Regions from separate parts of the Callithrix jacchus genome. Here region 2 is linked to region 1. A link is a contact called in public Hi-C data. All regions are on one chromosome and are shown on one strand. Each heading gives the region's core, a stretch centred on a gene start, on an enhancer-like site or on the middle of the called end of the contact. The rest is flanking DNA. Distances are from core to core; before and after follow the strand shown. Region 1 overlaps POLR3A (RNA polymerase III subunit A). Region 2 overlaps DLG5 (discs large MAGUK scaffold protein 5).

What was found. A called contact is a pair of places that touch in the nucleus more often than the background predicts.
Region 2: a contact with region 1 is called in a Hi-C map of skeletal muscle, with 6 times the contacts expected there. The contact joins two enhancer-like sites. A contact is called at or near these places in 3 of 3 Hi-C or Micro-C datasets (induced pluripotent stem cells and skeletal muscle).

The regions. Positions count from the first base shown.
Region 1 is chr12:52,209,039-52,214,135 of calJac240_pri, forward strand. POLR3A (RNA polymerase III subunit A) reads left to right here. Exons shown (of 29, transcript XM_078345494.1): 14 at 2,200-2,372. Among named protein-coding and RNA genes, the nearest start is that of POLR3A, 28 kb to the left of the region's middle. Within about 2 kb of position 2,318, at least 1 of the 16 cell types and tissues checked has an H3K27ac peak or open chromatin away from gene starts, as enhancers often do. A contact at or near this core is called in skeletal muscle, where this site is marked.
Region 2 is chr12:52,363,382-52,368,518 of calJac240_pri, forward strand. It overlaps DLG5 (discs large MAGUK scaffold protein 5), which reads left to right. Exons shown (of 31, transcript XM_078345500.1): 6 at 4,932-5,137. Among named protein-coding and RNA genes, the nearest start is that of DLG5, 81 kb to the left of the region's middle. Within about 2 kb of position 2,115, at least 4 of the 16 cell types and tissues checked have an H3K27ac peak or open chromatin away from gene starts, as enhancers often do. A contact at or near this core is called in skeletal muscle, where this site is marked.

The DNA of each region.
Region 1 (5,097 bases), core at 1,068-3,567:
TAGGATTACAGGTGCCCACCACCATGCCCGGCTAATTTTTTGTATTTTTAGTAGAGATGGGGTTTTACTATGTTGGCCAGACTGGTCTCAAACTCCCAACCTCTGATGATCTGCCTGCCTTGGCCTCCCAAAGTGCTGGGACTACAGGCATAAGCTACCACTTGGCTTTTTTTTTTTTTTTTTTTTTAAGATAGGATCTTGCTCTGTTACCCAGACTGGAGTTTAATGGTGTGATCTCAGCTCACTGTACCCTCCCAAGTAGCTGAGAATACAGACGCATGCCACCATGCCCAACTAACTTTTGTAGAGATGACGTCTCACCATGTTGCCCAGGGTGGCCTTGAACTCCAGGGCAAAAGCAATTCACCTGCCTCTGCCTCCCAAAGTACTAGGATTATAGGCATGAGCCGCTATGCCTGGCCATTGGATTGTTTTTTCATTCCAGAAACTTTCAGAATCCTCTCTGTTCTCTGGAAGTTCACAACGATATGCCCTTGATGTGGGTCTTTTTTTATTGATTGTGCTAAGCACTCAGTAAATCTCTTTTAATCTGCAACTCTGTGTCCTTCCATTCTGGACATTTTCTTATGTTGTTTCTTTGATAATTTTCTCTCTTTTATTTTCTCTGTCCTTTCCTTTTGGAACTTTTGTTAATTGCATATTAGAACTCCTGGATTGATTATCTAATTATTTGTATTATTTTCCCTGTTTGCCATTTCTTTATTCTAGATTCACTTTATCTTTTAACACTTCTATTGAGGTTTAAAATTTTTTCACTATTGGGTATTTAATTTCTAATTTCAGTATTCTTATTCACAGGTAGGGTTTGGTTTTGTTTTGTTTTGATCCCAAAATGTATCTTCTTTGATCACTCTGAGAGAATATTATTTATAGTTTTATCATATTTGCTTCCTAAATTTTCTGTCCTTTTAGTTTCTTTTTCCTGTGCATTTGTGTCTTTTATCTTTCATGTTAAAATCTCTCCTCAAATATCTGGTGGTCCATTAGGAGTAAGGACTGAAACACTGGAAATGGAGTTAACTGGACCTCTCAGTTTTTTTATTGAGGAAAAAAAATATTTTATTGAGGAGATACCAAATATCATTATTAGTAACACTTTTCTCTAGAGAAGCTTGATTTCCCAGAGATGTATTTTGCAGTCTCCATCTCCTAACTAAGGGTAGAGACCTGGCTCCTGGGATTTGGGGAGCTGCACAGGAAATCAGTCTAAGGGTTCTCAAGTGTGGAATATACAGACTTTCCCTCAGTGCTCTTGCTTACAGTTATTTCATCTGCCTGGTATCCCTGGATCCAAAGCCGCTCTGATTCCATTTTGCTGGGAGTAAACTCCCATCTCCTACTGGAGCCTGTCCTTATACAGACTTTCCACTAGGTTTCCTCATTGTTTCCAGCACATTCATCATCTCCAGCACTTGCAGAACCTGATGATCTCATTTCTGAGCCTTTCCAGGCCCATGAGTCCTCTCGTCTACAGATACTTTTAGGTCACCCCTTCCTATCCTGCTAAGCCAGAAGCCACTCAGTCACTTTATTTCTACATACAGTATATTGTAGATAGGATCAATGGTGGCACCTAGTTCCATCAAAGGTGGAGAATACTTTTTTTTTTTTGACACAGGGTCTTGCTCTGCTGCCCATGCTGGAGTGCAGTGATGTGGTTGTGGTTCACTGCAACCTCCACCTCCCGGGCTCAAGCGATTCTCCCACCTCAGCCTCCCGCATAGCTGGGACTACTGGCATGTGCCACCATACCAGCTGATTTTTTAAGGTTTTTGTAGAGACAAGGCTGATCACAAACATCTGGGCTCAAGCAATCCTCCTGCTTCAGCCGCTTGAGTCACTGCACCCAGCTCTCAGGCCACCCTTTAGTGTTTAATGTCACTCTGCTTTAGATGATAGTTGGAAACAGTGTTGTATTTCCCCACGAGGCCGTAAGGTCTCTGAGAGAACGTCAGTGAGTCTGAGTCATTTTGTGTAACTCCCTAATGACTGAGAGAGAAAGCTATTATTTAATTGAATTGTGATGAATTCTGTGAAGATACAAACTTTTTTATACTTTAAACTATGCATAGGTAGTTGATATATAGCACAAACTATATCTAGCAGGCATCAACTATATTTAGCAGGTTTGCTGAGTCTCATTTATGGCCCTTTCTTCCTGCTCTACCAACTCTACAGCTAACCGTGGTTTCTCAATTGGGATCGGTGACGTCACACCTGGCCAAGGACTGCTAAAGGCCAAGTATGAGTTGCTGAATGCTGGCTACAAGAAATGCGATGAGTACATCGAAGCCCTGAACACGGGCAAGCTGCAGCAGCAGCCTGGCTGCACTGCTGAGGAGACCCTGGAGGTGAGCCTGGCCCTTTGGTTCAGGGTTGCCACTTTCTGCACATGGTGGCTGAGATGGTGCCCTCTGGGGTTGTGCTGAGCCATGAAGAGAGGTAGCAAAGGAGTGGGCAAGTCAAGGCAGTGACGTCCGTCTTGTCAGAGCCCTGGGCTCACTATGTGTGTTCTCATTTGTTTCCTGGGGGTAAGGCCTTTCATCAGATCCTCACATCCCTCCCAGCTGTCATGTTCCAGGTGGTGAAAACGGCCATCTATTCGTTCGGCCACACGGGGCTGCTCTTGTTCCGGTAGCACACTCAGACCGCTTCTGTAACTGGTACTCGAGGGCTCCTGCCATTTGCTTTCAGCATCCTTTAGGTAGAAACTGACACCACAGCTCTTTGGAGTTTGTTGTTGTTGTTGTTGTTGTTGTTGTTTGAGACAGAGTTTTGCTCTTATCCAGGCTGGAGTACAATGGTACGATCTCAGCTCACTGCAACCTCCCCCTCCCGGGTTCAAGTGACTCTCCTGCCTCAGCCTCCCGAGTAGTTGGGATTACAGGCATGTGCTACTATGCCCGACTAATTTTGTATTTTTAGTTGAGACAGGGTTTCTCTATGTTGGTCAGGCTGGTCTTGAACTCCCAACCTTAGGTGATCTGCCTGCCTCAGCCTCCCAAAGTGCTGAGATTACAGGTATGAGCCACCATGCCTGGCTATATTTTTTGTATTTTTAGTGGAGACGGGTTTCATCAATGTTGGCCAGAGTGGTCTTCATCTCTTGACCTCATGATCCACCTTCCTCAGCCTCCCAATGTGCTGTGATTATAGGTGTGAGCCACTGCACCCAGCTGGGTTTTTGTTTTTTTAAGACTGAGTCTCACTCTGTCACCTGGCCAGAGCACAGTGGTGAAATCTTGGCTCACTACAACCTCTGATTCCCTGGTTCAAGTGATTCTCCTGCCTCAGCCTCCAGCATAGCTGGGATTACAGGCACACACCACCACATCCAGATAATTTTTGTATTTTTAGTAGAGACGAGGTTTCACTATGTTGGCCAGGATGATCTCGATCTCCTGACCTCGTGATCCACCTGTCTCTACCTCCTAAAGTGCTTGGATTACAGGAGCCACCACACCCAGCAGGTTGTTCATTTGTTTGTTTGTTTGTTTGTTTTAAGCCACAGTCTTGCTCTGTTGCCCAGGTAGGAGTGCAGTGGTGCAATCTCGGCTCACTGCAACCTCTGCCTCCTGGGTTTAAGCAATTATCCCTGCCTCAGCATCTCGAGTAGCTGGGATTACAGGTACCCACCACCATGCTCAGCTAATTTTTTTCGTATTTTTAGTAGAGATGGGGCTTTGCCTTGTTGGCCAGGCTGGTCTCGAATTCCTGACCTCATGTGAACCACCCACCTCAGCCTCCCAAAGTGCTGGAATTATAGGTGTGAACCACTGCACCTGGCCTTACCATGGTTCTTTGAATGTATGGTCTTTGAAAGAGACCTGGATGCAGAAGGAAAATTCATGTCAAATAGTCACATTCTTAGCCTATGCCCCTCATTTGAAACTAGTTTAGCTGAAATCTCAACCAGCATGAGTCAGAATCAGTATCACTGCCAGCCTGTAAGAACCAGAAACTCCCTTAAGCAGCGAGATCAGCACTCTGAGTGCACCACTTTCACCTGGCCGTCTTCTGCCTCACCAATAACCTGTGGCTCTGAGCTTTGACTCACCTGTGTGGAAGAAAGGCCCTTTAAGCAGTGGGAAGTTTTCTGATGAAATACATTTTCTAAAGTAGGGAGAAACCAGAATTGTGTGAGGTATTTACCATTAGCTCATTCTTAATCTTACTCTCACCGAGTCATAAAGAAAGAAAGAGAAAAGGATATTTCTCACTGGTACCTCCTAGAAAATTACTTGAGGCCTCAGCAGCAGCAATTTTTAATGGAACCAGACTCCTAACTGATTCAGCATCCAGTTTGTAAGTTGAGGAGTAAGTGTGTGGATGAGCTCATGAGCCAGAATATTCTTGTGAAGTCATCTCATCACATGCCTGGCTTGTGGGCATTCAGATGTCTGCTTGGCAAGAATAAATAGATAGACAAAGTTACAAACAGTACAAGCAATTCTCTTTTACATACTACATATTTATATAGGGATATGTGTGTGCGTCCACACAGCTATGTATATACAATGTTTTATTGTGTAGGGTAGAATACACAAAGCCATACATTCTACCTGATGGGCCATTTAAAGGATTTTTCAAGTTTTTTTTACTGTCAATTTTAGGCCAGGCTTGGTGGCTTATGCCTATAATCAAGGCAGGAGGATTCCTTGAGGCCAGGAGTTCAAGACCAACCTGGGCAGCATAGCAAGACCCATCTCTACAAAAAAAATTTTTTTAATTAGCCAGGCATGATGGGGACATGTACCTGTAGTCCTAGCTACTCAGGAGGATACAGCAGGAGAATCACTTGAGCCCGGGATTTTTGAGGCTGCAGTGAGCTATGATCATGCCATCTCAGCAACAGAGAGAGACCCTGTCTCTAACAAAAAAAAGAATAACTTTTTGCCTTAGTGATTTTAAAACCTTGTAGAAGATGCACGTGTTTGTATAGCCAAGGCATTTTGGTCCTCTAAGATTCTAAAACATTGATTGATTGAAAATACTGAGGCGAGATAATTTTCAGATTTCTTTAAATGTCAGATTGAGCATATGTAATCCACAGAGGCAATGAGGACAACCCACCAA
Region 2 (5,137 bases), core at 865-3,364, 150 kb after region 1:
TCTTAAGTAGAGGGTGTTTCCACATCTTTTTTCTTTACTAAAATGGTGCATACTCTTCAGTTAATATAGAAAAAGTATTCAACCAGTGTCGAAGGCACCTGCCCACCTCCTCAGACCCAGCCTAGCTTTGTGGAAGTGACCAGCCTCTGTGTAAACCACTGGGATGTGTATCCTTGTAGATTTTTTTTATGCCACATTTAATACTCATACAGTTTTGTTTGTATTCCCTGAAACGTGCCTAAAAAAAAATCCTATAACACATCATGGGTCCCCTTACGTTTTCTGTGAATTTGTGCATCCAGAAAGGTCCTTGTTTGTTTGGTTGTCATGTGTGAATTGCATTCTCTTTGGAGCCTCTTGGTGGCCAGTATCTTCCATGTTACAGACCGTGTTTCAGTGGACACACATCTTTATGCTCTTTTGTACACACGTTTTGAAGTTTGAGCCTTATGGGTAGAATTTCTGGGACAGTGCACATGTTCTCCTAGGTCCTGCCAATTTGTGTGGGAAACTTCTCAGGCCCCAAGAACGTTCTCTCTCCTCCCCCCTGCCCTTTCTCCTGTCTTTAAAATATACTTTCTCTTGTAATACATGAGAGTCGATTTTCTGGTCCCAGATATCCTACACCAGTGCCCTTTCATGGGCCCGGAGGAAGGAAGGGAGGAGAGGGGTTTCCTCATTGCTGAAAGGCATCCCTTACAGAGAAGCTGAGGAAGGAGTGTTCTGACCAGGGTGGGATACAGATCGGAGGGTTGGTCTCTTCCCCGCCTCCCTGCAGGGAGCAGCTCAGACTATGGCTGTCTTTGTGCCTCCCCTATGAAACTTCCAACCCCTTCTCCTAAGCCCCTTGAACTCACAGGCCATCTGTCCTGTGCTCCGGGACTCACGCCTGTAATCTTAGCACTTTGGAAGGCCCAGGTGGGTGCATCACTTGAGTCTAGGAGTTCAAGAGCAGCCTGGGCAACATAGGGAGACCCCCATCTCTACAAAAACTAAAAAAATTAGCTGAGTGTGGTGGGCTGTGCCTGTGGTCCCAGCTTCTTGGGAGGCTGAGGCAGGAGGATCACTTGAGCCTGGGAGGTTGAGGTTGCAGTGAACTGTGATTGTGCCACTGTGCTCCAGCCTGGAGCCAAGCAAGAACCTGTCTCAAAAAAAAAAAAAAAAAAAGAAGTTGACTCTCTTTAATTTAGAATTCTGGGCCAAATTAAAATGTTCTCTCTTTCCTTGGCCTTTGCTGGGAAGCTAAACATTTGGCTGTAGTTAGGTGTGTGTCTCTGTGTATGTGTGTGTGTGTGTGCATGTGGAAATACCTACCAAGAACATAATCTTATAATGGTGAGAGGGAAAAATTCTAGACTGATAGATAGGACTGTTATTCGGATTCTCTGGAGTTAACCGAGCCTGGTTCCCTAGCTTTGTTCAGAGGCTGTTGGTTACATAGCGCAGGCCTGGTGCTGAGTCCTGCTTATAGAGAAAGGGTGAGAAGTGTTTTGGGGCCTGCGATCCTGTTTGAGTATGGGGACACTGCCCTGTGGGAACAAGTTATTCTGTTTAACTCCAAAGGTAGGGTGAGACCCAGAGGTTAGGAGTTGCAGGGAGGCGGGCGGAGTAGCTCCTGGTGAGTAGGGCAGCTGCGAGCTTTTGCCTGTGGAGCTGGCGGGGGTGGCGGTCATTGCAGTGGAAGCAGTTAACGGCTTGATCTCTCTCCCAATGTCTTCCACGGGAGGATCTCACTGTGTTAATGAAGGCTGGGGGCAGCATCAGAAAGGACCCAGAGGTCTGTGCTGGGGTTTCCTTGACCGACCCTGTCACCCTGTCGCACTGGGAATTTGTGGCCCACTGTCACGGCCCATTCGGGCAGCCTGATTCACACAGCCCTGAATTGTCCCTCAAGGCTAGGCGTTCAGGGGACTGTTTCCCAATGAATTCACACGGCCCTGACTCGTCCCTCAAGGCTAGGCGTTCAGGGGACTATTTCCCAGTGAAGAAAGGCTGAACCGTGGCATAGACTCCTGATTCTATCCTGCACTGGTGGAAGTGGGCGCTGCTGGGCTACCGTCCAGAACCTGGCTTTGTGTCATTTCAAAGCTGCCTTTAGAATGAGTTTGTTTCTGGGAAGGTGGAAGGCCACTGTGGAAGAGCATTGGCTTGTCTACCTATCGCTGCCACCTTGTGGGGAACTCAGGCAATGGCAGCCGTCTTTGTTCCCCAGCAAACCAGACTTATTTTGGAGCCCATGGGGTTCTCACTTGGCTTAGGGGATGCTTAGAGAGTAAAACATTTGAAGTAATTTTTAATTGGCGTTTTTGAGGTATTGCTTACCAATCAGGGCAATCTAGTCTAGATGCTGGACCTTTCAAGACATGGGTAGAAGGTGTTGATTGACAGCTATCAGGACTGCCCTTCATTGACCGGGTGTGGTCATGGGTGAGTCCACTCTTTTATTTTTTTTGTGAGACAGCGTCTCACGCTTGTCACCCAGGCTGGAGTGCTTATGGCATGATCTTGGCTCACAGCAACTTCTACCTCCTGGATCAAAGCAATTTTCCTGCCTCAGCCTCCCAAGTAGCTGGGATTACAGGCACCCACCACCACGTCCAGCTAATTTTTGTATATTTAGTAGAGATTAGGCTGGTCTCAAACTCCTGACCTCAGGTGATTTGCCTGCCTTGGCCTCCCACAGTGCTGGAATTATAAGCGTGAGCCACTGTGCCTAGCCAGGCGTATTTTTTTTAAAGAAAGATTTTAGGTGTCAGTGAGGTTCTGTTTCTCTGTGCATTCCTGTTTTGCAGCGGAGATGCTATTTTACAAAACAGTGAAGATTTTGACTGCTTGAGACACCTGTGTACTGCTTTTTAAAATAAGTTCTATATTTTGATGTCCTAGTAAGAGCTCCCTTGAAAGAAAATGTTCTGCTTTAAAAATAAAGGAAAAAGAATAAACCTGAAATGAACCAGTTTTCCTTTTCTCCTTCCCTCCTTCTCTCCCTCCTCCCTTTCCTTCCTTCTTTCTCTCATTCTTTTTCTTTCTCTTCTCCTTCCTTCTCTTCTTCTCTGGCTCTCTCCCTCCCTCCATTTCTCCCTCTTCCTTGACTTCCTCTTTAAGAGTCAACAGTCCTAGGATCTAATGCTTAGGTCTTAGAGGAGGGAGCTTACTTTCTTGTTGCTACGATTCTGACTTAAATTAAGCCCTCTTTTGCTTTTTGTGTTTTTCATGTTTATTGAGGGCTGACCTTAACTCCAAAGGGAATATTCCATCATCCCAGCTTCTGGTTCTCTGGGCTGCAAACACCTGATAACTCAGGCCCCTACTGAATGAGCCAGGGTGTTCCTGGACTGGAACCCCCTGGACTGGGGCTGGAAGGACCAGGCAAGGTTTCTTGGTTCAGTCTTGGCATTTGAGGAATCCAGAAGCTGAAACCCAGAGATACGGAATGACTCAGCCCCAGGACTCAGATCCCATAAGGTGTTAGCCAAGCCTGGAGCAGCCCCCTAGCAACCTCTTAACTCATCATCTTGGTTTGTTTGTTTCTCTATAACAGCACCCCAAATGAACTTTAGTGCCTGTTATTCAGAGTAGACTGCTCTCTAGCTTAAAACCCTCCATAGCCTCCCATCTCACTCAGGAACAGTCTTCACTGTGAGCCCTGAGGTGGTGCCCGAGCCCACTTCTCCAGGCCCCTTTGAACCTACCTCCTCCTGTGCCTTGGGCTCCAGCCACTCGACCCTGCTCTTCTCTTTGTTCCTAGAACACGCCTGCGGGCCTTGCCTCCAGGCCTTTGCACTTGCCCTGCCCTCTGCCTGGTGTGCCCTCACTGCTCTTCTTCATGTGCCTCCAACTCTGCAGTCACCTTCTAGAAGCCTCCTCGGCCTTAGCCTCCCTCACAGCCCTCCACTCTGCTGCTCAGATGGCACTCTCCAGCCCATTATTTCGTTTTTTTATTTTCTCGTTCTTACCTTGCTCTGAAGTTACTTCATTTGGCCTGTGTGTCCACATCCTCCCAGTTAGGAGAAAAGGCCCATAGGGCACAGGCTCTTGGCATCACCTGCACCTAGAACAGTGCTAGACCTATTAGATGCTTGCACAGGATGTGGGGTGACCCTACACCATGGCAGGGAAGGGGGGTCACCCTAGGGCTTTTGAGAGTCCTGAGGTTCAATTTGCATAACTTGATTCTGGGCGAAGTGACTTTCTGGGAGGACTCACAAGATTCAGAATGTAATTATACTCAGTGACTGACATTTATTACAACAAAAGTACACAGAGCAAAGTCAGCAAAGGGGGAAAGGCGCGTGAGGCAAAGTCCAGAGGAAACTGGGCCTGAGTTTCCAAGAGTCCTCTCTGGAGTTCCGTGGGATGCACTCAATTCCCCCAGCATGGAATCACAGCACAAATGAAGCGCTGGCCTCCACCGAAGCCCGTTAGAGACTCGGTACCCAAGTGTCCTCCTGGGGGCTGGTCACGTAGGTACTGCTGCCTCACATGTACCCAGATTCTGGACTCCCAGAAGAAAGCAGGTGTTCAGCATAAGACACCCTGTTTGTACAGGCTCAGTACCAGATATGCTCATATCACTGGAGGCAAGTTTTACATCAACCTAGAGGCCTGTTTACTGTTTGGGTTTATAGACACCATTTAGTGGGGTCAGCCTTGCAAGCAGGCCTATCTAAGGATATAGAAATCTCAGGCCTGCTGTGTTAACTGCTCGGCAAATACCTAATATTTAATACTTGTGATTGAGTGAATCTAAATGAATCAGCCCAGCGTGACTGCAGGGCTTGGAGAAGTGGACCTCGAGACCCTCAAAAGCCCTAGGGTGACCCCCCCAACTTTGTCATCAGTTCCACCCTCAGGCAGATAAAGTGAGATTTGGGAGGTCTCCTCCACCACCTCCCCCAGACCCTTGGTAAGTGGGACTCTCTGGTCCCTAGGTGTTGAAACACAACGGGTCATCTGAGATCCTTAACAAGCTGTACGACACGGCCATGGACAAACTGGAGGTGGTGAAGAAGGATTATGATGCCCTGCGCAAGAGGTACAGTGAGAAAGTCGCCATCCACAACGCAGACCTGAGCCGCCTGGAGCAGCTGGGGGAGGAGAACCAGCGGCTGCTGAAGCAAACAGAGATGCTGACCCA